Linked DNA regions of Capra hircus: region 1 is linked to region 2. Evidence: chromatin contacts called from public Hi-C data. All regions are on one chromosome and are shown on one strand. Each heading gives the region's core, a stretch centred on a gene start, on an enhancer-like site or on the middle of the called end of the contact. The rest is flanking DNA. Distances are from core to core; before and after follow the strand shown.

Evidence for each region. Hi-C and Micro-C count contacts between places; a contact is called where the count stands out from the background.
Region 1: a Hi-C map of blood shows a contact between it and region 2, with 2.2 times the contacts expected there. The contact joins two enhancer-like sites. A contact is called at or near these places in 3 of 5 Hi-C or Micro-C datasets (all in blood).

Annotation. Positions count from the first base shown.
Region 1 is chr11:63,128,557-63,131,256 of ARS1.2, forward strand. SLC1A4 (neutral amino acid transporter A) reads left to right here. Exons shown (of 9, transcript XM_018055426.1): 4 at 96-262. Among named protein-coding and RNA genes, the nearest start is that of SLC1A4, 16 kb to the left of the region's middle. Within about 2 kb of position 1,360, at least 1 of the 5 cell types and tissues checked has an H3K27ac peak or open chromatin away from gene starts, as enhancers often do.
Region 2 is chr11:63,060,182-63,062,881 of ARS1.2, forward strand. It overlaps the pseudogene LOC102179207. Among named protein-coding and RNA genes, the nearest start is that of SLC1A4, 52 kb to the right of the region's middle. Within about 2 kb of position 1,295, at least 1 of the 5 cell types and tissues checked has an H3K27ac peak or open chromatin away from gene starts, as enhancers often do.

The DNA.
Region 1 (2,700 bases), core at 110-2,609, 68 kb after region 2:
ACTGTTTCCGTCTGACGGAGACCTGAGCAAATGCATTCTTTAGTCCTCACTTGTCTGCTGTCAACTTAGACCCTGTATCCCCTCTGATCCTACAGATCCCCATTGGCACCGAAATTGAAGGGATGAACATTTTAGGATTGGTCCTTTTTGCCCTGGTATTAGGAGTGGCCCTGAAGAAACTCGGCTCTGAAGGAGAAGAGCTCATTCGTTTTTTCAATGCCTTCAATGAGGCGACCATGGTGCTGGTGTCATGGATTATGTGGTGAGTGTCACCCTGCCCCCCACTCGCTGTCTCATTTCTCCTGCTACCCAGGAAAGAACCCCACTTAGCTGTTCCAGGCCACCCCGTGGGGCCACCCGGCCCAGAGCTGTCTGTGGATGATGTACCACGACCAGTCTTGGTACAAGGGTTGAAGGATCTCAGAGAAATAAATAAGCATATACCATGGTTACTAGTCACTTGCTTGTCACCCACAGTGACCCTGGGGGTCTGTCATTGATGATTTATCGATGAGCCTCACCATTATTCTTGCCACATCTTGTGGGGCAGTGAATTCCATATAAAATAAGGCTTATTTCTCTTTAAAGAATAGATTAAAGCTTCAGAAGGGCCCCTTACTAGAGTATCACAACATGGAGAACAAATCCATCTTTACCCCATACATACAGGTAAACTTGGAATGGTCTTTACATGAATGTCTCTTTATATAATAGCAATGAAAGGGTACTTGTTTAATAAAAACCACCAGATTGATTTCTGGCTAACAAGGAAAAATTTGACAAGATCTCTCAAAGTAACTTCTCAAAAATCATACCAGTTCCAGTGGTAATGCTTCAGTAAGCTTTATCCTGCTGTTTTACTGAAGCCAGACTTTGTGGGTTTTAGTTTCTACCTGCTCGTTGTTGAGAAACTAGTTTATCTTTTCATGTACAAAACATGTTCCTTATTGTCAACCCTTAAATATCCTAGGATGTCTCTCTCTCAGATGATACTGGGATGGCAGCTGGACTGAAGAGAGAAGCCTGGTATTTGGTAGGAAAGCTTGAGATTGGTTGGGAAGCTGAGTTCAGAGCCTCCACTAGTAGTGTTTATCCTGCTTAACCAAGTTTTCTTGCTCAGCCCCAAACTCCAGAGTCTGAGTCTGCATCAGAAACATGACACTTCATATGACTCCTGTTGTTCTGGGGAGAAAAATATTTCCAGAAAGGAAAAAGCATTTTCATCCTGTCAGGTTCTTTCCCTGGCTTATTCTTTTTAGTCTGAAATCCTCCCAAAGGTTGGATTAAAGGAAACTGTGCAGGAAAGTGATGTTCCTGTGTGAAAACATTTGTTTTCAATCTGAAACCAATTTACAGTCATTCCTTCAACATGACGTGTTGGTTACAGAAGCAGACATTTGGAAAGGCAGACCCGGCTGAGAGTCTTAACTGCAATAGGATATCTGTTGCCCAGAAAGTGCATCCCACACAGAACTGGGGTTTAGAATATCTTAACTGATTAAAGGGGCTTCCCTGTTGGTTCAGTGGTAAAGAATCTGCCTGCAATGCAGGAGACACAGGTTTGATCCCTGGGTCGGGAAGATCCCCTGGAGGAGGCCATGGCAACCCACTTCAGTATTCTTGCCTGGAAAATTCCATGGACAGAGGAGCTTGGCAGGCTACAGTCTATGGGGTCCTGAAAGAGTCTGACATGACTTATTAACTGGAACATATACAAGTACACACGCACAACTGGTTAAAGGATCTCCCCTAGGTGTGGGAGGGGTCTTCAGTAGTAGCTCTTTCTTTCCTTTGCTAATTACCTACTATAATATCAGGCACCTGCCTAGCCTGTACTATTCATAGAAATGCTTTCTCAGTAGATGGTCAACAAACCTTGCAGGCCATATGGTCTCTGTCATAGCTGCCAATGCTGCCATCACAGGACAAAAACAGTCATAGACAATTTATAAATGAATGAACTTGGCTGTATTCCAGTAAAACTCATGGTGCCAACCCATGCATTAAACTGTCCAGGGAGGAAGGAGGGAAGGGAGTCCTCTGAAAGTATTAGAAGAAAATACAGGGGTAGAGAAAGTCCTCCTACACAAAATACAGAAAGGAAAAGCCATAAAAAGCTGCTAAATTTGATTGCACCAGAATATTAAAATGTTTGCATGCAAAGGATACCTTGGATGAAGTTATAAGACAAGATACTTATTGAAAAAAAGTGATATATATTTACATATAGTCTATACACACACACACACACAAACACACACTCAAAGCATTGGGATTGAAAGGACTGGTACAAGTTCACAAAAGGTTCATCTTTCTGTAGTGAAATTAATAGAGAGCTTGAGAATAAGTGTTAAAAATCTTTTATAGCAGTTTCATATTCTTCAGCATCCAAGCCATGATCATTGTTCTATTTTGTGTGTGTGTGTGTTTTCTAAGAATGCTGGTCCATGACCAACTAGGTAGAAATGAACCAGTCTTTCACCAAAGATAGTTTGAGAAGAACTAATATAAAGAGCCCTGATTACTGAAAAAGAAAAAAAAGACTGAATAAAGTCTTAGAAAATGAACACAGGAAATGAACAGGCAATGCATAGAAGAGGAAACCTGAATGACCAATAAATGTTTTAAGGGATGGCCAGTTTATTAGAAATCAGGGAAATGAAAAGCTTGGTTCTATCAGGCACTGATAAGGGTGAAGTT
Region 2 (2,700 bases), core at 45-2,544:
GTACTGATAACCCCTCAATGCACCCAAAAGCAGTGATCACTTCAATCCGTTAGAAAGACTATGACCTATAGACTTTGCTTCTCCCTACACATTTGTCTTACGGCTCAGTGGCAAGGTGACTGTAGAGACACACATGAGGGGGTAAGTGGAAAAGGGGAACAAAGGGAAGCCAGGCACATGGGTGCAGGGAGGGGTGGGGGACACCACTTCCATTTTTCTTTTGTCTTTTCCTTTAAAAAAAAAAAGGCAGGGGTGTGATCAGTTGGAAGGCTAGAGAACAAACCCCAGAACAGTATGTAAGCTCCAGAGGTGGGTGGTGAGAAGTCCCCAGAGAAGTGAGAAGGGGAAAAGGCCAGGGCAATGCTTGCAGCATCAAGTTCCTCAGGAGTTTCTGTCAGCCCAGCTCATAGTCCTCCTTGTCCACGTTCACCAGCAGCTTGATGGCTTCATGGCCCACAGCCTGCTTGAGGGAGTCTGTGATAAAGACACCTTTAAGTGCCTCTAGTAAGGAGCCGTTGATGTAGTCGCGCCAGAATGCATTGAGGTAGGTGAGCTCAGAGAACTTGATGTCACAGATGATGGAGCCCAGGTCCCGGGACTTGAGGATGGTGTTGGCCTGGTTAAAAGCGCTCAAACTGGCGCTCCAGTGGGTCCTGCTTGTTGGAGAAGACGTTGCCCTGCAGAGCGCTCTCGTGCTGGCAGTACTCAGCCTGGACCCACAGCCTGATGTCACATGTCTGCTTTTCCTTGGGGTCTGGTGTGGCTGACTTCCGGCGTTTCCGCTGGCTCCCAAGTGTGGCTCTCCCTCGAGCTGGCCGCTTGCTACACATCTGAGGGCCCGAAGTAGGGCAGCACACCACAGGACAGTGGGGAGGCGCTGTTTTAGGGGGTGGGGAGGCCTCGGTTCTGGGTCGCTGAGGGCTCTGGGTGTCCCATAGCGAACTGATGTCTCCTCCAGGTGTTTGCCTACAAGATCAGGGCACACAGCCCGTCTCAGCTTGAGAGTGACGTAGGGCAGCAGGTCATGGCGAGTGATGATGCGCAGCAGCTGCAGCACCTGGCGGAAGTTACGCTCATCACAGCGGCCCCGGCGCTCCAGCGCCAGTAGGAAGTCACGTCCATTTCGGATGAGGCCCCGCTCGTGGTCATCAATGACGTCAACAAAGAGAAAGGAAAGAACGCGCACGTCTCTGTGTGTCAGGTGGGTGCCCACGCTGTCAGACATGCGGTGCAGGCTGTACAGCCTGCGCTCCTGCTCACCGTGCTCTTCGGGGCACACCTGGCTTGCCCTCTGCTTTAGGCCCGCCATGCTGGGGGCTCAGGTACACACGGCTTTCCAGAATCCCTGCTCAGCAGCTGCAATCCCCACTATACTCTGCAGGAAACTTAATTTCCCAGGTCTCTTCCTCTCGCCTCTCCACTACAGCCCTTACGTGAGTCCAGTTCTTCTCCCCACCACTTGCCACAAGCCCCCTTCTCCTTCACACTCTCACCCCTCCCTTCCCGCTCCTACCCCCGTGGCCCGGCGCGCTGCAGCCCCACTCCCCACCTCGGCCTCTCTCAATTTTACTATTTAAATCCTGTCCCTTACTTACTGTAGAGGCCATTGACCTCAGACCTAAGGAAAATTAAATCCTTCTCTTGGGGGTCTTCCCTGAATGGTTACTACATGTATTTTGTCAACAACCTCCCCCAACTCCATCCTGCCCAAGGCAGCTGGGCCCCTCTCCATGCTTTCCAGTTCAGCACCAATAAACAGCTGAACCTTGCTGGGAAATGTTGGCTAACAGGGGCCCGTTTTTGGTTTTGTTCTCCAAGCCTTTCAAGTGGTGGCAGCCTCTGTGACTTCTTTGTAATGCCCAGTTAACAAAACGTGGCAGCTTTCCTGAACCACTGCCAGAGACTCATGACCTTCTGGAAAGAAACCCAGACCCCTGGGCCTGCAGGCTCAGCCTTGTCTTTGTCTCAGAGCCCCCAGGTTTCAGGCTCAGCCCTTTCCCTGGGTTATTTATTTAACAGCTATAGAGATAATGGTGAAGGGACATGGCCAAGACACCTGTGACTTATCTTAACCTTCCTTCAATCAGCTAACAAATACGATGATCCCTGCTCTGGGCAAGTGGGGAGCAGAACCCTAGCCGGTGTTCTCAGGACGTTCACAGCCCAGCACTGTTCGTTTGCTAAGTCAGTGGTTAACAAAGGGTAGACAACCTTAGCTGAACCCCCGCCACCCTTCCTGCCAATATTTAAACCAGGTCAATTTTTCCAACCTAGAGCACAATTTAACTCTTGTTGTAGCTAAACCATTTGATAGTTCTGGTAGCTCAGCTCTCTGGTACGGCCGAGAGAGCAGGAGGTTCTGAAAAGAAACCCAGATCCCTGGGCCACTGGGATCAGTCTTGTGTTTATCTCCACACTCCAGTTCTGAGAACTAAATATACTGAGGCGAGGCAGGATAATAATATAATATATTATAATAATTTCAAGTTATTTTGAAATGTGACTTTAGCAGTTTAATAAAATTCTGCAGGCAAAAGTGAAGGGAGGAGTCAGCAACCTAAAAGGGCTAACTGCTTTTTCTCAGTTTTTAACCCAGCATTTTGTAAATGCTCATTTATATAAAAGGGGCCCCCAAGGCTCTTAACAGACACCCCCAGCCCTCATACCCACTTCCAGAAATCACATTGAGATTCACACAGG